3 separate regions of the Sus scrofa genome follow, and regions 1 and 2 are each linked to region 3. Evidence: chromatin contacts called from public HiChIP or PLAC-seq and promoter capture Hi-C data. All regions are on one chromosome and are shown on one strand. The core of a region is the stretch at or near the end of the contact, and the rest is flanking DNA. Distances in the headings are between cores, read along the strand shown. Region 1 holds the start of PLTP (phospholipid transfer protein). Region 2 holds the start of ZNF335 (zinc finger protein 335). Region 3 holds the start of SLC35C2 (solute carrier family 35, member C2).

Evidence for each region. Promoter capture Hi-C pulls out the DNA fragments that hold promoters and counts their contacts. HiChIP or PLAC-seq counts read pairs in DNA pulled down with a chosen protein or histone mark.
Region 1: a contact with region 3 is called in an H3K27ac HiChIP or PLAC-seq map of alveolar macrophages. The contact joins the promoter of PLTP here to the promoter of SLC35C2 in region 3. A contact is called at or near these places in 1 of 47 Hi-C or Micro-C datasets (liver) and 1 of 2 datasets of contacts at active chromatin or transcription factors (alveolar macrophages).
Region 2: a contact with region 3 is called in a promoter capture Hi-C map of liver, with 5 times the contacts expected there. The contact joins the promoter of ZNF335 here to the promoter of SLC35C2 in region 3. A contact is called at or near these places in 1 of 5 promoter capture datasets (liver), 1 of 47 Hi-C or Micro-C datasets (embryonic fibroblasts) and 1 of 2 datasets of contacts at active chromatin or transcription factors (alveolar macrophages).

The regions. Positions count from the first base shown.
Region 1 is chr17:48,099,135-48,102,819 of Sscrofa11.1, reverse strand. It overlaps PLTP (phospholipid transfer protein), which reads left to right and starts at 2,004. Exons shown (of 15, transcript NM_214283.1): 1 at 2,004-2,114; 2 at 2,200-2,299; 3 at 3,183-3,311; 4 at 3,624-3,685. The coding sequence starts at 2,015.
Region 2 is chr17:48,151,210-48,154,572 of Sscrofa11.1, reverse strand. It overlaps ZNF335 (zinc finger protein 335), which reads left to right and starts at 1,322. Exons shown (of 27, transcript XM_021077367.1): 1 at 1,322-1,463; 2 at 2,143-2,393. The coding sequence starts at 2,193.
Region 3 is chr17:48,523,373-48,526,999 of Sscrofa11.1, reverse strand. It overlaps SLC35C2 (solute carrier family 35, member C2), which reads left to right and starts at 1,888. Exons shown (of 10, transcript NM_001185159.1): 1 at 1,888-1,930. ELMO2 (engulfment and cell motility protein 2) reads left to right here. Exons shown (of 21, transcript XM_021078300.1): 21 at 1-301.

The DNA.
Region 1 (3,685 bases), core at 755-3,254, 420 kb after region 3:
CAGGAACAGTCTGTGGTTCCCCAATAGCAGCCAAGGATTGTCCTGACTTCCGGTTTCCTGCTAAAGAGAGTTCATAGGGGTTCCTGCCATGGCTCTTTCCGTAATGGTTCAGTAGTAATGAACCCGACTAGTATTGATGAGGACTCGGGTTCGATCCCTGGCCTCGTTCAGTGGGTTAAAGGATCCGGTGTTGCCATGAGCTGTGGCGTATGCTGGCAGCTACAGCTCCAATTCGACCCCTAGTCTGGCAACTTTCATATGTTGAGGGAGTGCCCCCCCTCCGGAAAAAAAAAAAAAAAAAAAAAGGTTAACAATAGTGCTGACTTCACAGGTTGTTAAGAAGTTTAGACAAGTTAATCTAGGTGATCAAGCATCCTGAGTTCCCTGGGACAGAGGGGGCTCCAGGAAGGGAGACTTTCCGTTTCAAAATATGGGAAAGTCCTGGGCAAATCAGGACTAGTTGGGCATCATGCCTGGATGATTGCTTCGTGCTGTATACAAGGTCAATGGACATTAATCATCGTTGCTTCTCCTTTCCACTCTCACACATTTGACAACAAAAAGGGAGCGAGCACCCACGCTGCGCCTGCCCTTGGAGCTGGGAACACTTGTAAGCAGTACACGTGCAGAGAACCTAGTGCCAAAGGTTCACCAAAAAACCCGCAGTCCCTGGGGAAACGCCAAACCTCCCTCAGGGTGATTCCAGCAGCCTGTGTGATGTCCTCCTGATCTGGTGGCACCTGCTTGAACCCCCAGTGGGAGAGCTGTCGGGGCCCTTAAGGTCCCAGGTAGTGACAAAGAAATGGGGGCTGGGGGAAGGGATCTGGTGTTGAAGCCTGGCATGGAGGAGTCTACAGGGGGTTGTGGATGGCAGGGATGGTGAAAATCTGCCTTGGCTGATGACTTTGTGGCTTGCCCTGTCCTAAGAGGTAGTTCCCATTGCCACCCACATTTTGATGAGGACACTGAGGCTCAGGGACCCAAGTGAAGTGACTTGCCTAGGCTCATGCAGGAAGAGATGTGTAAATGGAATTTGAACCCAGGTCCCGGTGAAGCAGGGACTGCTGAGGTTGGGCGGGCCGACCTCAGCAGTTCCCTCCTCGCTCCTGCCGGTTTGGGTCCCCCACTTGTCTTGACAGCGGCCGGGCTTGTCACGGGGCTCCTTACAGCCCTCTCCACCCTCCCGGCTGCCAGCGTCCCGCCCCATCTCCTCCCTACCCCCAGGGAGGAGGGGAGAGCGGGAGAGAGGAGGGGGGTCGGGGAGGCCCGGCTTTATAAAGGCGGCTGAAACAGAGCTGCCCGCCAGACCCCGCCGACCGGATCCTCAGAGCTGCCCGCCTCCCCACGTGACTGCGCCGACCACCAGCTCCACTGCTGAGTGAGTTGGGGCGCGTCCCCATCCACCCCAAGAGCCTCGCCCAGCTGCGTGGTCTACTGAACCCGGGGTAGGGAAGAGATCCCTTGAAGGGGGGCGCCGAGATGGGGGGGTGGCATCAGAATCCCGAAGACAGGGATTTAGGACCTGGAGGAGCCGGGAGCCCCGGGAGCCTGAGGTCGGGCGGGCTGCCCTCTCTACTTCTCCGAGCTCGAGCTCGGGGCCTAGGAGACCGCAAGCCACCCCCCAGGAATGCTCCTGCAGCCATTACCATAGTAACAAGCAAGCGAGCCCGCCCTCTGCACAGGGAAAGGGGAGATTGTTGTTGCGGGCGGGGGTTCGTCCCCTGGAGCTCCCAAATCCTCACATGACCGTTGCACGAGGGAACTGAGGATGTCCCTTCCCTCTTCTCCGTGCCCCAAATCCCCTGGAAGCCAGAGCGCAGGACACATGTCCTCTCTGAGCCTCAGTTTCCACATATGCCAATGGGGGCAATGTTATTGGCTGCAGGTTCCCCAAAAAGTTATCTCAAGCCTACAGATCTGGGCCACCCCCCTCTTCTGATTGGACATCCGAAGAGGGGGTTTTAGTGGCCCGGATGACCCCTTCTACCCCACCCCACCTCCAGGCCCACGCGCCATGGCCCTCTTAGGGGCCCTCTTCCTAGTGCTGCTGGCGGGCGCTCACGCGGAGCTCCCCGGCTGCAAAATCCGCATCACCTCCAAGGCGCTGGAGCTGGGTAAGGCCCAGGGGGGCGGGGGGCGGGCGTGGGTGGAGTCGCCCCTGCAGCGATGCAGGAGCTAAGGGTCTCACTGCTGCTTCAGTGAAGCAGGAGGGGCTGCGCTTTCTGGAGCAAGAGCTGGAGACCATTACCATTCCGGATCTGCGGGGCAGGGAAGGCCACTTCTACTACAACATCTCTGAGTAAGTGGGAGCCCCTGGGGGCGGGGCTTAAGAAATACCTACGGAGTCTTGGGAGACTGGCTGAGTGGGATGGGGGCGTAGCCAAATAGACTTAAGAAACAGGATGAGGCCAAGATAAAGATAAAGACAAGCCCGCCTACATAGGCGGGACTAAGAAGATGGGCGTGGCCTAGAGAATGAGGGTGGGACCCAGAAAAGCAAAGCCGAACCTGTGCAATTGAGGCTGGCCAAAGAGCATCAGAGAGGCAGCATCAAGAAACTTGCCAAAGGATGAGAGTGGGGAGCAGGGCTCCGAGGTGGAGCTAATGGGAGAGGTCAGAGGAACAGGAGATATAGGTCTGTAGTTTAGGATAGTGGGGACCAGGCCTCGCAATCCCAGCGTGGGGGAAGGGAGTTCAACACGATTTCTGAGATGGGATGAAACTGTTTTAACACCTAGATCATGGGCATTCCCCTCAGGGCTCAGCGGAAACGAATCTGACTACTATCCAGGAGGATGCGGGTTCCATCCCTAGTCTTGCTTAGTGGGTCAGGGATCTGGCGTTGCCGTTGCCGTGAGCTGCGGTGTAGGTCACAGATGCGGCTTGGATCTGGCGTTGTGGCTGTAGTGTAGCCGTGGGTCCAATTCAAACCCTAGCCTGGGAACTTCCACATGCTGTGGGTGTGGCCCTAAAAAGCAAAATAAAAATAACACCTAGGTCAAGAGAAGCTAGTCTCAGAGCCACCCTAGCCCAAGTTTTAGCCACCCAAGTACAGGCTGGGCTCTTGAGGGGCAATATAAGAATTCATTCCACCTGGACTAGAAAAGGAGGGATTGAATTAACTACGGTTGGGTGGGGTCCCATTTTCTTGGTCCTAAAGCTGACCCTGGAGCCTCCCACAGGGTGAAGGTCACGGAGCTGCAGCTGACATCCTCTGAGCTCCATTTCCAGCCAGAGCAGGAGCTGATGCTACAAATCAACAATGGCTCCTTGGGGCTTCGCTTCCGGAGGCAGCTTCTCTACTGGTTCTTGTGAGGACCTGGTGCCCTCGGGGGAGTGGAGGGTGCATCAAAAGGGTGGGGGGAGGTGTGGAGCTGTGGACAAGCCCTTGGCCTTGCTGAGCCTCAGTTTCTTCATCTGTACAAATAGGGACAATCATACCCACTTCCTGAGAATTGACAGGGCTTCATAAAATGTCTAATAAACTGCAGACGTAAATAATGCCTTATTAAGAGGGGTGATGATGTAGGGGGCAAGGAGGAGGGCAGGGATGACTTGGTGAAGCGCCAAGCTGGAGTGAATATTAACACCCCCACCCCACCCTGCCACCGGTGCCACCGCAGCTATGATGGGGGCTATATCAACGCATCCGCCGAGGGCGTTTCCATCCACACGGCTCTGCAGC
Region 2 (3,363 bases), core at 73-2,572, 370 kb after region 3:
ATTTTCTATATCATGACATTCTGCAACCTTATGATTTGGTGGCAAAGGCCAAGGTTAGGACTGTGCCTTCGTTGGGTTGGGAATGGAATAGGTGCTGTGGAGGTACTCCTCAGTACCCGGATGTCCTTGAGGGAGGTCGCTTGGCAGGATACATCCCAGTGGCGTGGAATGGGGATTGGAGGTGGCTCTGTAGGACTGAGGAATCAGATTGGAAAAACTGCCTAGTGGGGAGCAAACCAACCTGCTATCATGCCCTTGTTTATCCAGCTCTCTAGGGCTGCTCTGGGAGCCTGGAACTGCTGAATGGGGGGTAGTGGTTGCGAGTGGGCAGAGCCAATCCAGAGGCCTCATGCTGTCTTCCTCCTACCAAAACCTGCTCCTAGGAAAAGACCAGGGAAACCCCCTCATACTCAGTACAACAAACCATAATAGCTGAAACACCCTGTCTTTTTAAGCAGGTTTTCTTTGCAGGGGTTTAGATTTCTCCCACCGCCCCCTTCCCCATTTGTATTTTTCAATTGATGAAAACAACTTATGCAACAAGACTCTGGGACAAACCGGAGAACCAGTCTCCTGAGCAAAATGCGAAAAAGGCTTAAACAGAGGGTACTGCCAAAGGTGGCATTTCAAGCATCAGAAGGGGAAAGTCGTACCTTTCTGAAAAGCTGCAGACTTCTAAATACATCTACATATATTGAGCAGAGAAGGGCTGTGGAGGTAGCTTGACCTCCATCTCTATTATGTAACAAATCTGTGTCCAAAGCTCAAGAAGGGCCAGGCACTCACTCATCTCCATTTCTCCAACTCTGGCCATTCGGGTTTGCATTCAGAATCCCTATACTTGATGTGACTTTGGACCAGCCACCTCCCATCTCGGGGCCTCAGTTTCCCCATTTGTAAAACCAGGATTATACGCTCCCCTCCTCCCAGGACACGTCAAACCTAATCGGGAAAGATTTGATTGGGTACGATGAGAATGCAAAGTAATTGGTTAAAAGCCAGGCGAAAGGACGCATAACAGATACCTCCCTCCCGCCAAGCCAGTCGCACTCCATTCGGACTGTTCCGGGAAGGGCGTGGACAGGCCACTGGGAGTCACGCCCCCGGAAGTGGGGCCAGCCTTAGCCGCGCCCAGCCCTGCGGCCCAAGGAAGGGACCCAGGGATGACGTCACACAACTCCTAGGTATTCATCCGCCGCGAGAGAAAGTAGTCCCCAAACCATAGCTGACTCCACCACCGGTACTAAGCGCTATAAAAAATTCTACATTCTCTTAGGGCTCTAGTATACTTTTGAGGCCTCGGAACCACCTTCCAGCACACTGGAAGCCTGTCTTTCTCCGGGCCGGCGTAGGAAGTAGTTCCGGCCTGCAATACACCGATGGGTCCCTCCGCAACGGGGGAAAGAGGATGGCGACCTCGTCGATGCCGGAGTCGGGGAGGAACGCGGTTACGGAAGCGTCAGGTGAGCGTCGGGTAGAGTCAGGTCGCCCCACTGCACCCTTCCGTGAAGTGAGGCCACAATGCGGGGATACCCGGCAGCGAGGTGCCGAGCCCGGCGGGGCTGTCCGAACAGGGCCCCGGGGTCCCAGGCCCTTTAGTTGCTCTCGGACTTGCCTGAGCGGAAACTCGGCGCCACCACAAGATGGCGTCGGGCCTGGAGCGCAGGCAGCGCCGGGGACAGCCCCGAGTCTCCAGGCCCCGGGACCGTCGCTGTCAGCCCCCTCCGCACGCGAACCAGGGGAGGGGGGGAGCAAGCTGCTGACCCAGGGGGCCTGCGGGCTGTACCACCGACCCTTCCCCCGGGGGGACTTGGGGGACCAAAGGGCTGAACCACTGAGCCTGATCGGGCCCCGTAGAGTGAACCACTCTGCTGGAATCATGGAGGGGAGGAGAAAAGGGTCAAGATTACCCGCCATTGACGACCCTCCCGGGGATGGGGAAGGAGCCCGAGACGGGGAAGCAAGGCTTCCTGGTTCTGTTTTCCCGAAGCTCCCCTCGCGGTACACTAGAAAGCCCCGCCCCGCCGGCTACTCGGTCTCTGCATCTGCGAAATGGGCGCATGGGTGCAGCTGGGTGGGCCGCGATGGCCGGGGCCGAGGAGGAGGCCCACCTGTTCCAGCCCCCGTCACCGCTTCTCGCAGAGTGAAGGCCCCAGATCCTGCGCCCTCCTGTCAGGCCTCCCCCGGAACCAATGGAAGAGAACGAGGTGGAGAGCAGTAGCGACGCGGCCCCTGGGCCTGGCCAGCCCGAAGAGCCCTCTGAGAGCGGCTTGGGTGTGGGCACCTCGGAAGCCGTGTCGGCCGACAGCAGCGACGCGGCGGCCGCCCCGGGGCCGGCGGAGGCCGACGACTCCCGCGTGGGTCAGAGCTCGGACCGCGGTAGCAGCTCTCTGGTATGGCCGGCGTTGGGGGGAGGCAGCAGCTTCCAAGGGGAAGCCAGCAAGGCTTGCTTATAACCAATATTTGTTTATGGTTTGTTGTGAGCCAGACACCGTGCCAAGCCCCTGGCTTGAATTTTCTCTTTTGGCTCTCATACCTTGTAAGGCATATATCAGTCTTTCCCACATCTCACAGAGAAAGAAACTGAGGCACAGAGCCAGGATTCAGATCTAGACTGCGGGCTGAGCTCCTGCACTACCCACTCTCCTCACTCTTAGAGATGCAGGTGAAACCTAGTTCAAGTCTTGGCTCTACCTCTGATTCACTGGGAGACCTCTTTGAGCCTCAGTTTTCTTCCTGTAAAACGGAGCAGAAATGCCTGCTGCTGAGAGTGCTCTGTTGCAAGCTCCTACCACACATTTTCTTGGAAACACCTTGTAAAATAGTCTCCCGGTTCTTCCACCTCCTAGTTCTGTAATCTTGGGCAGGCAACCCAACTTTCAGCTGTCAGTTTTCTCATCTGTAGGGTGGGAAGAAGAAATATACCTTCTTCTCCTGCTGTGTAGCACTGGGAACTATGTCTAGTCACTAATGGTTGGGGCATGATAATGTGAGAAAAAAGAATGTATACATGTATGTGTAACTGGGTCACCTTCCTGTACAGTAGGGAAAAAATCGTACTGGGGAAATAGCAATAAAAACATTTAAAAAAAGAAATATACCTTCTTCAATAGGGTTTTATTGAGGATTAAATGACTCGATACATGCTAAACAGTGAACACAGTGGTCAGTGCATGGTAAGCAGTCGCTAAGTATCAGCTACTATCGTGGTCAGTGTCTGCAAGGTGGTGATCATTTTCAGGACATTGCATTATAGAGCAACACAGCAATAGCCTTCACTTTAGGGCCCAGGGATTTTGATTCAGCAGAAATGGACCTAGCATGTGCCCAGCTGCTGCTGGGCCCTGAGGATACGTCAGGAGA
Region 3 (3,627 bases), core at 639-3,138:
CAGCCTCTCTCCTTGGCCACGTGTAAACACAGGGGCATTCAGTATTGGTAGCCTGGCATGGTGGGTACTGCCCAATGAAGAGGGTACTATATATTTTCTTTACTATAGGCCATACTTATACAGACGTGTATATATATTTATATAAGATCTACCTATCCTAGGATGGAATGTTGGAGGGAAAATAAAATGGGAGGCCAAAAAACAAAAAGGTAACACTTCCAGTTGTGGGCTAAGATTGTAACCTGAGTGGCTGGGAGCTTCCTGTCAGTAACCATGTTTTCAATAAATACTCTTTCATGTACAAACTCGTTCCTATTAACAGCTCTTTCTCTGTACTTGCTCCCTGCCCAAGGGAGCTTTCACCTTGACAAGGCTTCATTGCAGTGTGTCTGGGAGATGTTAGCGAGCTCCAACTGGAGCCGTCAAGAGTCCCTTCCAAGAGTCCCTTCCTCCTCTTCAAGGACTCTGCCCCCACCAAGCTCATGCCTGCGTGCACGCGGGTACACACACACACCCCTGCTGGTTAATGATGCCACAGACTGTCACACCAAGACAAAGTGCTTTCTGCTCAAGCCTGCCGGGTACAGCAGGAAAAGGCATACTCTACACCCGCGTGGACATGTCCTCCCTCTTCTTCCTGCCAGGGACACAGCCAGGAACAGCTCCAGTCCTCATGCCTTACAGAAAAGGCAAGTTCTTCACCCTGTGTGTTGCCGATGCTTGGTGCCCAGCCTACCAGCTGGTGTTTTACGCCGTAGCTCCAAACCTCAGCCTTGGTAGCTGGGAGGCTAGAATGAGGACGGTGATGTAGATACTGCATCCTGCCTCTGAGGGAGAAGAGGCTGAGAATCAGCACTTTCAAAAGGCACAGCAAGTGCATGCAGCCTTGGGGGCTGAATAAAGCCCAGAGCCTGGGTGCCATTGTAGGTGATGGTAAGTGCTGAATGAGCGAATGCCTGCGTGATGCCAGCTGGTGGGGCTGGGCAGCAGCGGCTTGCATAATGAACTGCTTTGACACTCTGGCCTCCATCCTTCTGTTCAGCGAGGCCAGGGAGCCCAGCTGAGTCCATTGCAAGGACTCCTGTTTGCAGCCAGCCTTAGAGCTACAGATCTAGGAGGCAAAAAGTCCCAAACTGGGCCTCAATCTGCAACCCTAGCCTGCCCTAGCCTCCAAATGTTTCCCTCTCTCCATATGCTCTCGGCCTTTTAATCCATCCTGCAAGATGAGGAGGATCCCAACTCCCTACTGGCATTTTTGGGCTCATTGCAACCTGCCCCTTGGTTACTTTTCCAACCATGGTTTTTTTTATAAACAAGTGGGCTCCAAGCCAGGCTCCAGTCTTCTTCTGGCCTCCTTATTTCCTCAGTCTGGGATGCTCTCCGACTCACTGAAATTGAGATCATTCTTTAAAGGTTCAGGCATTCAGAAAATGTTTAATGTTTATTATTTATTACCTCTCATGGATCTTCTAAGTCCTAATATTTAAAGCCCCTAACATCACTCCCCAGCTGGCTTGAGCTCCCAGAAGAAAAAGCCCAGGAGAGAGCTTAGTGTTTCCATGGTTGCCCAGCACTAGCTTGGAGAAAGTAAATACTTAATTTGTAAGCAGCTGACGGTTTTCTGGCTGCCAGAGGTGCGCAGGGGTCTGCAGGAGGCACCGGGGCTCCAGGCCGAGACCCCGGTGGAACCCAGGAGACAAACAACCACAGCCCAAGACCCTGCTCGGCGCGGGGCGCCGGGAGCAACCCGTGAAGCAGAGCGAGGGCGCGCTGCACGGGGTCTCCGCAGAGCGCCCTCGGCCCCGCCCCCGCCCCGCCCCCATCCCCGCCCCGCCCCGCCCTCGGCGGCTTCCGGCAGAAGTTCCCCGGGCGGGTGGCGGCGCTCGGCCTCGCACTTCCGGGAGGAGGAATCCCAAGCGCCCGCTACGAGGTGAGTGGGCGCGCGGCGGGCCTTCGGCGCGCTCCCGGGGTCGGTGGGAGGGGGGACCCGGGCAGGACTGGGAGCGGGGTCCCAGTCTGGCAACGCGTGCCACAGCTTGGGGCCCACCGGGGACCTGCCCCTCCCGGGCCTCGGTGTCCCCGTCTTGGAGGAGCCCGAGGCTCCGCGCGCGCTCCGCTCTCCCTCCACCCCCCGGCATTTCCCGAGCACCCGAGACGTGACCCAGGCAGGCATCACGCCGAGCCAGCCCTGCCCTTGGAGAGGCCGCATCCCGCCGTGGGGTGGGAGTTGGAGATGAACAGTAATCACGTAGGCAAATGAGGAAACGTCAGGCAGTGGGAGGTGCCACGAGGATTAGGAGGGTCCCCTACCCACACCCCTGGAGGTTCAGCCAAGCAAAGGTCGGTGGAAGAGTGTACTGGGCAGAGGGAACAGCACATGCAAGGAAGCACACAGGCTTGTGTTGGACCAGGGGCCAGCGTGGCAGAAAGGAGGGGAGGGAAGAATGAGGTTGCAGATGTGGGCAGAGGCCAGAGGGTAGGAGGCCTTCCTCTTGGGCCAGTGAGGGCCTGGTCTGTTTTCTGTGCTGAAGCCATCCCTCCCGCTGAACTGTGAACTCCAGACCATAGAGGGCGAAGAGGAAGTAGGGATACCAATTAGAAGGCTTGTTAACTTTGAGAAGGTGCTCCTTGGGGGCTCCCGTCGTCATGGGGACTCCCTGCAGTGAGGGGACCTGGACTGGTTCCTGGAAGGAAGGGTAGGATTTGAACAGTGGAGGGACAGCATGGCAGTGATGGAGCAGGAACCGCACCAAAAGCAAGAAGGCGCCAGAAGGCGATTCCCAGGAGGATGCAGACTGCCCCAGCTTGGGAGCTTGGAAGGGGACAGCAGTCTTAGCGCCGGCATGCCCTGGGGTTGCCCATGGGATGTCAGCAGTCAGACTTAATAGGGAGCAGATTTGTCCCCCAGGTGAAATTTAGCAGACATTGTTGGTTGTCACAACTTGGGATGAGGCGGAAGGGATGCTCCAGGCATCAAGGGTGGAGAGACCTGGGGATGCAGTGGAACATCCTCCAATGCACAGGACAGGCCATCTCCCCAAAGAAGATGATCTGGCCCCAAGTGTCAGTCATTCCAAAGCTGAGAAATGTTTGTAGAGAGGAAGGTGCACGGGCCTGGAGTTCTCTTAGATGTGGATTTGGTGCCCATGTGCTCCACTCTAGCTGTGTGAGCAGGAGTCTGATGTGGAGGTGCAGGCAGCAGAGAGAACCACAGAGGAGACCAGTGCGTTGTGTGTGTGTGTTTGGGGTGGGGGGGGGACCATGGTGATTCAGAGCCTAGTGGTGGCGGTCAGGAGATGGGACCCTGTATGGGATTTTTTTTTTTTTTTTTTTTTTTTAAGATAGAGCAGGCAGTATTTGCTGATTGAATGTGGGCCAAGGAAAAGAGAGGAGTCAAGGATGAGGACAAGATTTCTGGGAGTTCCCTGGTGGCCTAGCAATTAAGGATCTCATGTTGTCACTGCTGTGGCTCATCTTTGATCCCTGGCCCAGGAACTTCCACATGCCAAGGATGTATCCCCCCCACACACACACCCCCAAAAAAATCCTGGCCGGAGCAACCAGATGTTGGTGCTGCTGGCTGAAGTGGGAAGATTTGGACAGAGGGTGGATGAGTCCTGGGAAACA